Linked DNA regions of Mus musculus: region 1 is linked to region 2. The links are chromatin contacts, called in public HiChIP or PLAC-seq maps. All regions are on one chromosome and are shown on one strand. The core of a region is the stretch at or near the end of the contact, and the rest is flanking DNA. Distances in the headings are between cores, read along the strand shown. Region 1 has its middle 16 kb from the start of Gm22521. Region 2 has its middle 29 kb from the start of Gm41333.

What was found. HiChIP or PLAC-seq counts read pairs in DNA pulled down with a chosen protein or histone mark.
Region 1: a BATF HiChIP or PLAC-seq map of CD8 T cells shows a contact between it and region 2, with 7 read pairs. The contact joins two enhancer-like sites. A contact is called at or near these places in 1 of 39 promoter capture datasets (3T3-L1-derived adipocytes), 1 of 15 datasets of contacts at CTCF or cohesin (pro-B cells), 5 of 484 Hi-C or Micro-C datasets (the N1E-115 cell line, Th1 cells, brown adipocytes and 2 more) and 2 of 115 datasets of contacts at active chromatin or transcription factors (CD8 T cells and memory CD8 T cells).

Annotation. Positions count from the first base shown.
Region 1 is chr15:62,807,577-62,810,825 of GRCm38.p6, reverse strand. No RefSeq gene overlaps it. Among named protein-coding and RNA genes, the nearest start is that of Gm22521, 16 kb to the right of the region's middle. Within about 2 kb of position 1,290, at least 30 of the 459 cell types and tissues checked have an H3K27ac peak or open chromatin away from gene starts, as enhancers often do. A contact at or near this core is called in CD8 T cells, Th1 cells, memory CD8 T cells and 1 more, where this site is marked.
Region 2 is chr15:62,696,360-62,700,122 of GRCm38.p6, reverse strand. No RefSeq gene overlaps it. Among named protein-coding and RNA genes, the nearest start is that of Gm41333, 29 kb to the right of the region's middle. Within about 2 kb of position 1,327, at least 72 of the 459 cell types and tissues checked have an H3K27ac peak or open chromatin away from gene starts, as enhancers often do. A contact at or near this core is called in CD8 T cells, Th1 cells, memory CD8 T cells and 1 more, where this site is marked.

The DNA of each region.
Region 1 (3,249 bases), core at 41-2,540, 110 kb before region 2:
GAACCTGGAGCCCAGAGTTGCAGCTGGAAATTCAGCTGTCTTTGCTTTCCAGTGCTGCAGTAACAGATAATCATGGCGGCTCCCAGCTTTAGATATGGGCACTAATGATCGGATCACAGGTCTATATGCTTTCTCAGGCTGCCCTTTACTCACTGAGTCATTTTCCCAGACCAATACTAACACTTTTAGAGATTACTCAGCACTCATTTTTGTATACAGCTTTAGAGGTTGACTCCTAAGCCTCATATATTTTAGCAATTAGATTTCATTTACACATCTTGGCCATAAGCATTCCCAAGTAATGTCAGCACATCTCATTAGGAATCACCTGTTATCAGTTCATTCCAACTTCAGCATTGTTTTCTAACAGATAATTTAATGAACACAATCAGAGAAAAAGGGACTTTGCACTGATGAAGTCTGACACCACACTTTATCCAATTACTCAAAGTTAGCATTACTAAAAGCTGAGGTTTTTTTTTTTTTTTTTAGATATTATTTAAAAGTAGTTCAGTTATTTTAACAACTTATTTGCCACCCATGAAAAATAACACATTATGAGAAAATGCATGAGAAAAGTGACTTTCATGTTTGTAGGAATAAATATTTATTTGACACTCAGAGCGTAATGCAGAAAATAAATTTTGTTGATGTTCAATTAACTCTGACTCCTTACTAATAAATGTCTCGCTATCAACACTTGCATATTCCTAAGGCCTGTGTGCAGATGAAAAAGCAAGACTAGCTGGAGAGACGGCTTAGTGGTTAAGAGCACTGACTGCTCTTCCAGAGGTCCTGAGCTCAATTCCTAGCAACCACGTGGAGGCTCACAACCATCTGTAATGGGTTCTGATGTCCTCTTCTGGTGTGGTCTGACAGTGTACTCACATATATAAAATAAATAAATCTTAAAAAAAAAAAACACAAGTAAGCTGACCAAGATAAATAGATTCTAATTCCATGTTCAATACCAGTTCTCTTCTGTCTTTGCCTATTTATTCAGAAACAATGGCAACATGGTCATACATATTGGAAAATCATTGAATGAAATGATGATGAAAGTCATAGACTAATTCTATTGTTAACACATTATTAAAATAGTAATTCAGAGACAAAATATATACAATTCCCTGGGATTAGAAAATTGAAGTGAAGACTAAGGTCCACGATAAAAAAAAAAATTCATTTTTGCTTTGCATAGTCACAGACTTCTAATGAGTCACATAGGCTGATGACCTGGATGCAAGTATTTTTTTAGAGCCTAGCCCCAGCTTGCAAGCTCTAACACCATTTTTCAGAGAAAGCAGGAAGTTGTATTTCTCTGTAGCTATGAACATAAAAGCAACTGCTATATATAGTACTTTAAGAGAAGCCTCCACAAGCGAGTCAAACTTCCTTTTCTTAATAATTTTGAAGTTCTAGATAACCTTTCTTTTTGGCGGGAATCTCATTAAGCAAGTTTTCATAGTAGATGGGAGGAAATGGAGGTCAGGGTGACATATATAAAGCACTTTCCACAAGGAAGATGTCATGTGGAGCCAGACAAGCAGAGGGAGACTGCAAAGCCATTTACCCATTTTACTTGAGCTGGGTAAATGCGATTCTCTTTCTTTCATATTTGGTCTTCAGTGCAACTCACCTGCATGTGTGAAGCTAGAGAGTAGGAAAAGATGTTTTGTAGTTTGCAATATTGTCTATTAATGGAAGTCGCTAACTGATATTTTAGTTGACACCCAATTAGAGAGAATATGGATGGGTTGAAAAACACCTTTCAAGGAGACTAAGCCATGAACACGGACAAACTATTGGAGTCTGGGGTGGGGTAGGGGAATGATTTGCAACGCCTAATAGAAGTCATTAACAGAGTATGTAATCTTTTACCTCTTTGCCCTTCTGAGAGGACATTTCCCCTCATTTTCCTTCTTGTCTTTCCTCACTTCTCCATGAGGTAGTGGAGATCTTTGGAGTAGAGCTCAGCATCTCCTTTCACACACAGGGCAGACAACAGATAGGGACTTAGACTCTGCAGTCAAGCACACTTAGATTTGAACACATGTCCTCCTTTTGAAAATGTGTGTGATCTGAGGCAAACAAGTGTCCTATTTCTTTATCTGCAAAACTGAAACAGGATAACGGTCTCACAGAAATGCATACAAAATTCTTAGACATAGGAAGCTCTGAGAATGCCTCCAATGCCTGTTATTCTTACTGACTTTATCTACACTGTGGTGGCTATCATTATCGTCTCCAACACCACGGTCTTCTTTAATCATTTTTGAAGAGTAAAACAGGAAGTTCATGGGTTTGAAGATTTTAATATCTTACTAAATTGTCACTTCGTCACTTTTTATATGTTTAGAAGTATATCTTGATCCATTTCCTTAAAGGAATTTGCTTTAAAAAATTTTATCAAGAGACTTATTTGATAGAGATTTTTTTTAATCAAGAGAGGATGTGAATTTGCATGAAGGAAGTACTAACAGGAATGTCTGTGCATCCCTACCTCAACACCTGGGCCAGCTGGGCCAGCTGGACCCAGGTAATGGCCTAAAGCAAACTAGTTAGGGAATCCCCTAACTAGGGATTGCCACCTGTGGCTTTTGGCAATATACTGATTAGTTTCTGCTTGCTATAGGGCAACTATGCAGTGTTAAGCACTGTGCCTTCCTTATTCCTAAGAATATAGATACCATTTTCATAATACTCTCTAAGCCCTAGGTTACTCTATCTAGACCATAGATGCCTCTAGAATAGGCTTTGCTGATCTGTGTGTTTTTAGGTCCAAGTGCATTGCCTTGCCTGGTGTCTAGAAGAAAGAATTACCGGAATGATGATCTGACAACTCTTACCTTATCTTTTCTCAGTCTCATTTTTCTGTTCCTCTTTTATCACAGAAGAGTCAAATACACTGGAATAGAGTCACCAATGTAAATAAACTCTCCTAAAATGTGCATGCAAACACACACACACACACACACACACACACACACACACACACACACATTCAACCAGCAAAGATAATCTGTTCAAGAGGTAGTGGGATAATATGATTGTTATTATGTTTACAATCTCTCCTCAAAGGAGCATGTAATAGCAATAAGAGCAATAAGATTCAGATGGACTTTAGGTCCTCAGCCCTAATATGGTCTTTCTAGTCAAGGGCTTGCAACTCTTTCTCGGTGTTCTTGATCTGGGGAAGCCCCAGGCAGGTGATTTACCACAGAGAACTACCCTGTTTCCACAAGAAGG
Region 2 (3,763 bases), core at 78-2,577:
CAGGCATCTTCAGACCATTATGTTTCTATTGGAATTTGGAACAACTAGAAAACCAGTGATGCTGAATTATCTCAACCCTACCACCAAAGAAACATCGCAGGAAACGTGCACAAAACAAAACAGCTTCCTTTTAGGCTCACATCTCCTCCTGGCAGTGGGTACATCAAACGCTAGCGAGCCCTTTGTCCTGGTGCCCCCACTAGATTTTTCTCTTCAATCGATTTGACTTTGGGAGAAACAAAGGTCTTTAAGTATAAAAGTGAGTGACAGAGAATAGGACACATCACTATCCCTCTTGTTACAGCATGGAGGTTTAGTATTATAAGCTCATAAGGATTTTAGAAGTACTCTTTACACACCTTTTGCTTGATAGCTCTGGAAACTGAAACCAGATCAAACAGAAATTTAATTTCTTATTTTTTTCTGCCCATTTCTCTACACATTGACACAAACATACACATTACACATGCACATAAACACCCAGTGTCCCCCTAGCCCCCCCTCTCTCCCTCCCTCCCTCCCTCCTTCTCTGTTTCTTTCTTTCTCCCACTGAATCTTTAAATTCAACCAAGTAAGTAAACCACAAGTATCAAGAATGCAAACATCTTATGAGAGATGCAATGATCTTCATGTTAAAATCTGATGGGCTGTCACATTAAAATATAGCAAAGTGAATAGAAAAGAGGACCAGGAGTCCACCTGATGTAGCTCTAAGGATGTTTTCATGCCCATCCACTGAGTGAACCTATATAACTTAGTTAATGCCTTTGGGTCCCATTTTCATCTCCTAAAGGAAGAGTTTTAATTGTGCCTCACAGTATTGCTGATGGGTTCACACCAGATTCTAGGTGTGAAAGTGCTTGCGCTCCATCTACATGTAAGAAAACACACAACAGAAGTGTCTTTGGGCACACAAGGTGAGGCTCAGAAACCCCCAAAAGATGAAGTGTTGCTAAGTGCTCCAGTGAACTAAAGCTAAGTAAACAGTCAGAAACCATCAAACCTTCAACAACAAACCGATATTTGGGCTAACCACACCCAACTCCTACAGCAGCTTGCAAGGTACATACAAGGAAAAATACCATAACTTTGTGGATTTCTGGGTGGGAGAAACATATCTAGGAACACAAAATGACAAGCTACTAGGCTTCAGGAAGTAGCAGGTGTCCCCAGGGAACATCAAATATGAGTCAACACACCTCTTCTGGTTCCTAAGTTTAACTGCAGGCCTTTGGAAATAGAGAGGCCATTCCTAAGGCTTATGAGGAACCACAAGACCTGCTTTCTCGTGTGTGCAGCCTGAGACTCTGAGCCATTGTCCCATGGGAGGCCACTGGCAGCCTCAGACAGAGCAAGCTGAGTTGGGATGAGCCATGATACTGAGTTCCAGTAAAACCCACAGAATGTTCTGAACTTATGACTAAGTCTGAGCAACATAAACAAGCTCCAAAAACCACCTCAAGAAGGGTGGCTTTGGTGGTGTGGCCTGGTAATCTCTTTTCTCAAAGGAAGGAAGGAAGGAAAGAAGAAGAAAAGGAGAGAGAGACAAGAGTCAGAGAGACCTAGAGAGATAGAGATAGGGGCACAGAGAGGCACACAGAGACAGAGAAGAAAAGGTCTTGTTTAAAAGAACCAAGATATTCTACTTTACAGTTTTCATTTTTTGATAGTGACGTATCTAGCCCCCCCACTTTTTTGATGCTAATCTCTCTGTTTTGAGCTCTCACAGGAAAGTAGTTAGCTGTGAGTGCTGGAGCCCAGGGCATCCTCAGGACCACCATGGGGCCTGGGTGGGGTTGAACAGATGGTGTGCTTGCCTGCTACTCCCTTGAGTCAGCCAGAACAGCTTCCTCTTTTATTGATTTTATTTTATTGGCCTTCCTCACACTTTATTGGAGAAATACGTGTATAACAAGCTCCTGCTGTTTTTCAAAGGAAGAAAGTATAAAAGCAGAATAAATAATGATATTAGCTCTGAAGTAGCAAGAACTAGTGGGTACTTGTTGAATGTGTGCCAGGTACTGCTTTCAATTTAAAATCCTCACATGACCCCAGAAGTGAATGCTCTCATCAGTACCCTCCTAGAGAAGGGCAGAATAAGATACAGAGAATTTGAATGACTCTACTTATGTGAGTAAGCCAATCATTAGCTCAGAATATAGTTCCTACCAGCAGGATTGATGTCTGCCCATGTGTTCTTATCTGATACAGTTTATTGACTCCTTCACCAAGGCTTGACTTGTGTTTCTATTCTCAAAGTAGACCCAAGGCTGTTGCCTGACTTCCCCTTTCTATCCATGGTCTGCACAATGTTCGGCCTACATTCAGATACTGTTCCTTCAGTAGAGTTTCCCCTGGATACTTCATTGAGAAGGAGGCTTCTTCTGGTCAGTCTGCCTCTCCTTTACTTTGCTCCATTTTTATTCTTAGCATTAAAAAAAAAAACTGATCTGCAAAATCTATGGGCTCTGTGTGGTCTTTGGTCTATGGACCTTCTTAGCTCCTGAGATCAGTGACTTTCTCAGTTCCCCAGATCACTGTCCATCCCTAACAACTGAATTACAACAAAGGCTTGAGGAAATAAACATGTAAGAGAGTATAACAGTTGTCAAGGAAAGAATAAAGAAAGATATGTGGCAAGGAAGATCACTTGGTACTGACTGGAAAACCCAGAATGAGAGGTCTAATAACTTAAGACTAGAATCATGTGATGTGGAATGAGACGACAGATGATGCTTCATTTATTCTTTTGTTTTTGAGATAAGGGTCTCAGATTCACAATGTTTTTGTAAGGATTAGGTGAAGCAGGATGCACCTGTAAATAGATCTTTGTTGATGGCTTCCTACATTTTCTACTCTAGACCTGGTTCTGGAGATATAGCAAGCGTATAAGAGGAATGTGTGCTGAGTTAAACCAAGTCGAGAGTGGCTAAACTGCTATGGGGAAAGCACAGAAACAGGTGCAAAGAAATGAGCATCCATTTGGTCATGTGACTATGGCTCTGGCCATAACGTCTCACCTTGTGTACCTTTTCAGTCTTTATTTCTGTCTGGATAAAATAAGGTAGGGCAATATTTGGTAGGCATTATTTTTTATCTCTGAGATCTTTTAAGACCAAACCTAGCATTACACAGTTGATCTGCTTTCTCTCACATTTCTGAAAGCAAACTACCCAACCCTCCTTATTGCCAGGGACTAACTATTCTGTTTACTATTTGGTTCCTAGGGTCCAGCCCAAATAAAAATTCTGAGTATATCTCAGATTAGAAAATTACTCTGGCTGGCTGGACAAGAAATGCTTATATATACAATAGGCAGTCAAATCATTATCTTATCTGGATCTCTATGGGTCGTTCTGGGTAGATGAGCCTCTTGACTCACTTGGTCAAAGGAATGCCATTATCCATAGCTAGCCCTTTTCTTTTATGAATGGAAAAGGAGGGAAATGTGGGGAGGCGCTCTTGGAGATTTCTGCTTTAAGTCCATCTTGAAGAGCTTGGTGGGTTTGTTCTTGTTCCTGGGGAGGACTCATTATTTCTTTTGACATGCTGATTTATTGGATGAGGCTACTGCCAAGGACTTAGTTGGCTGGTGAAGTCCTATTGGTGACCTGATAAAAAGGCTCTGTGTTCTCATTCATTTCTTTACCTACCATTTTAAAACAACCAGTAGTTTGCTTGTACATGTATTAAAACAGAGCAAACAAAAACTTGCAGGCAGGACACTGATCATGGCTTCAAGAATCAGTTCTCTAACATTTAT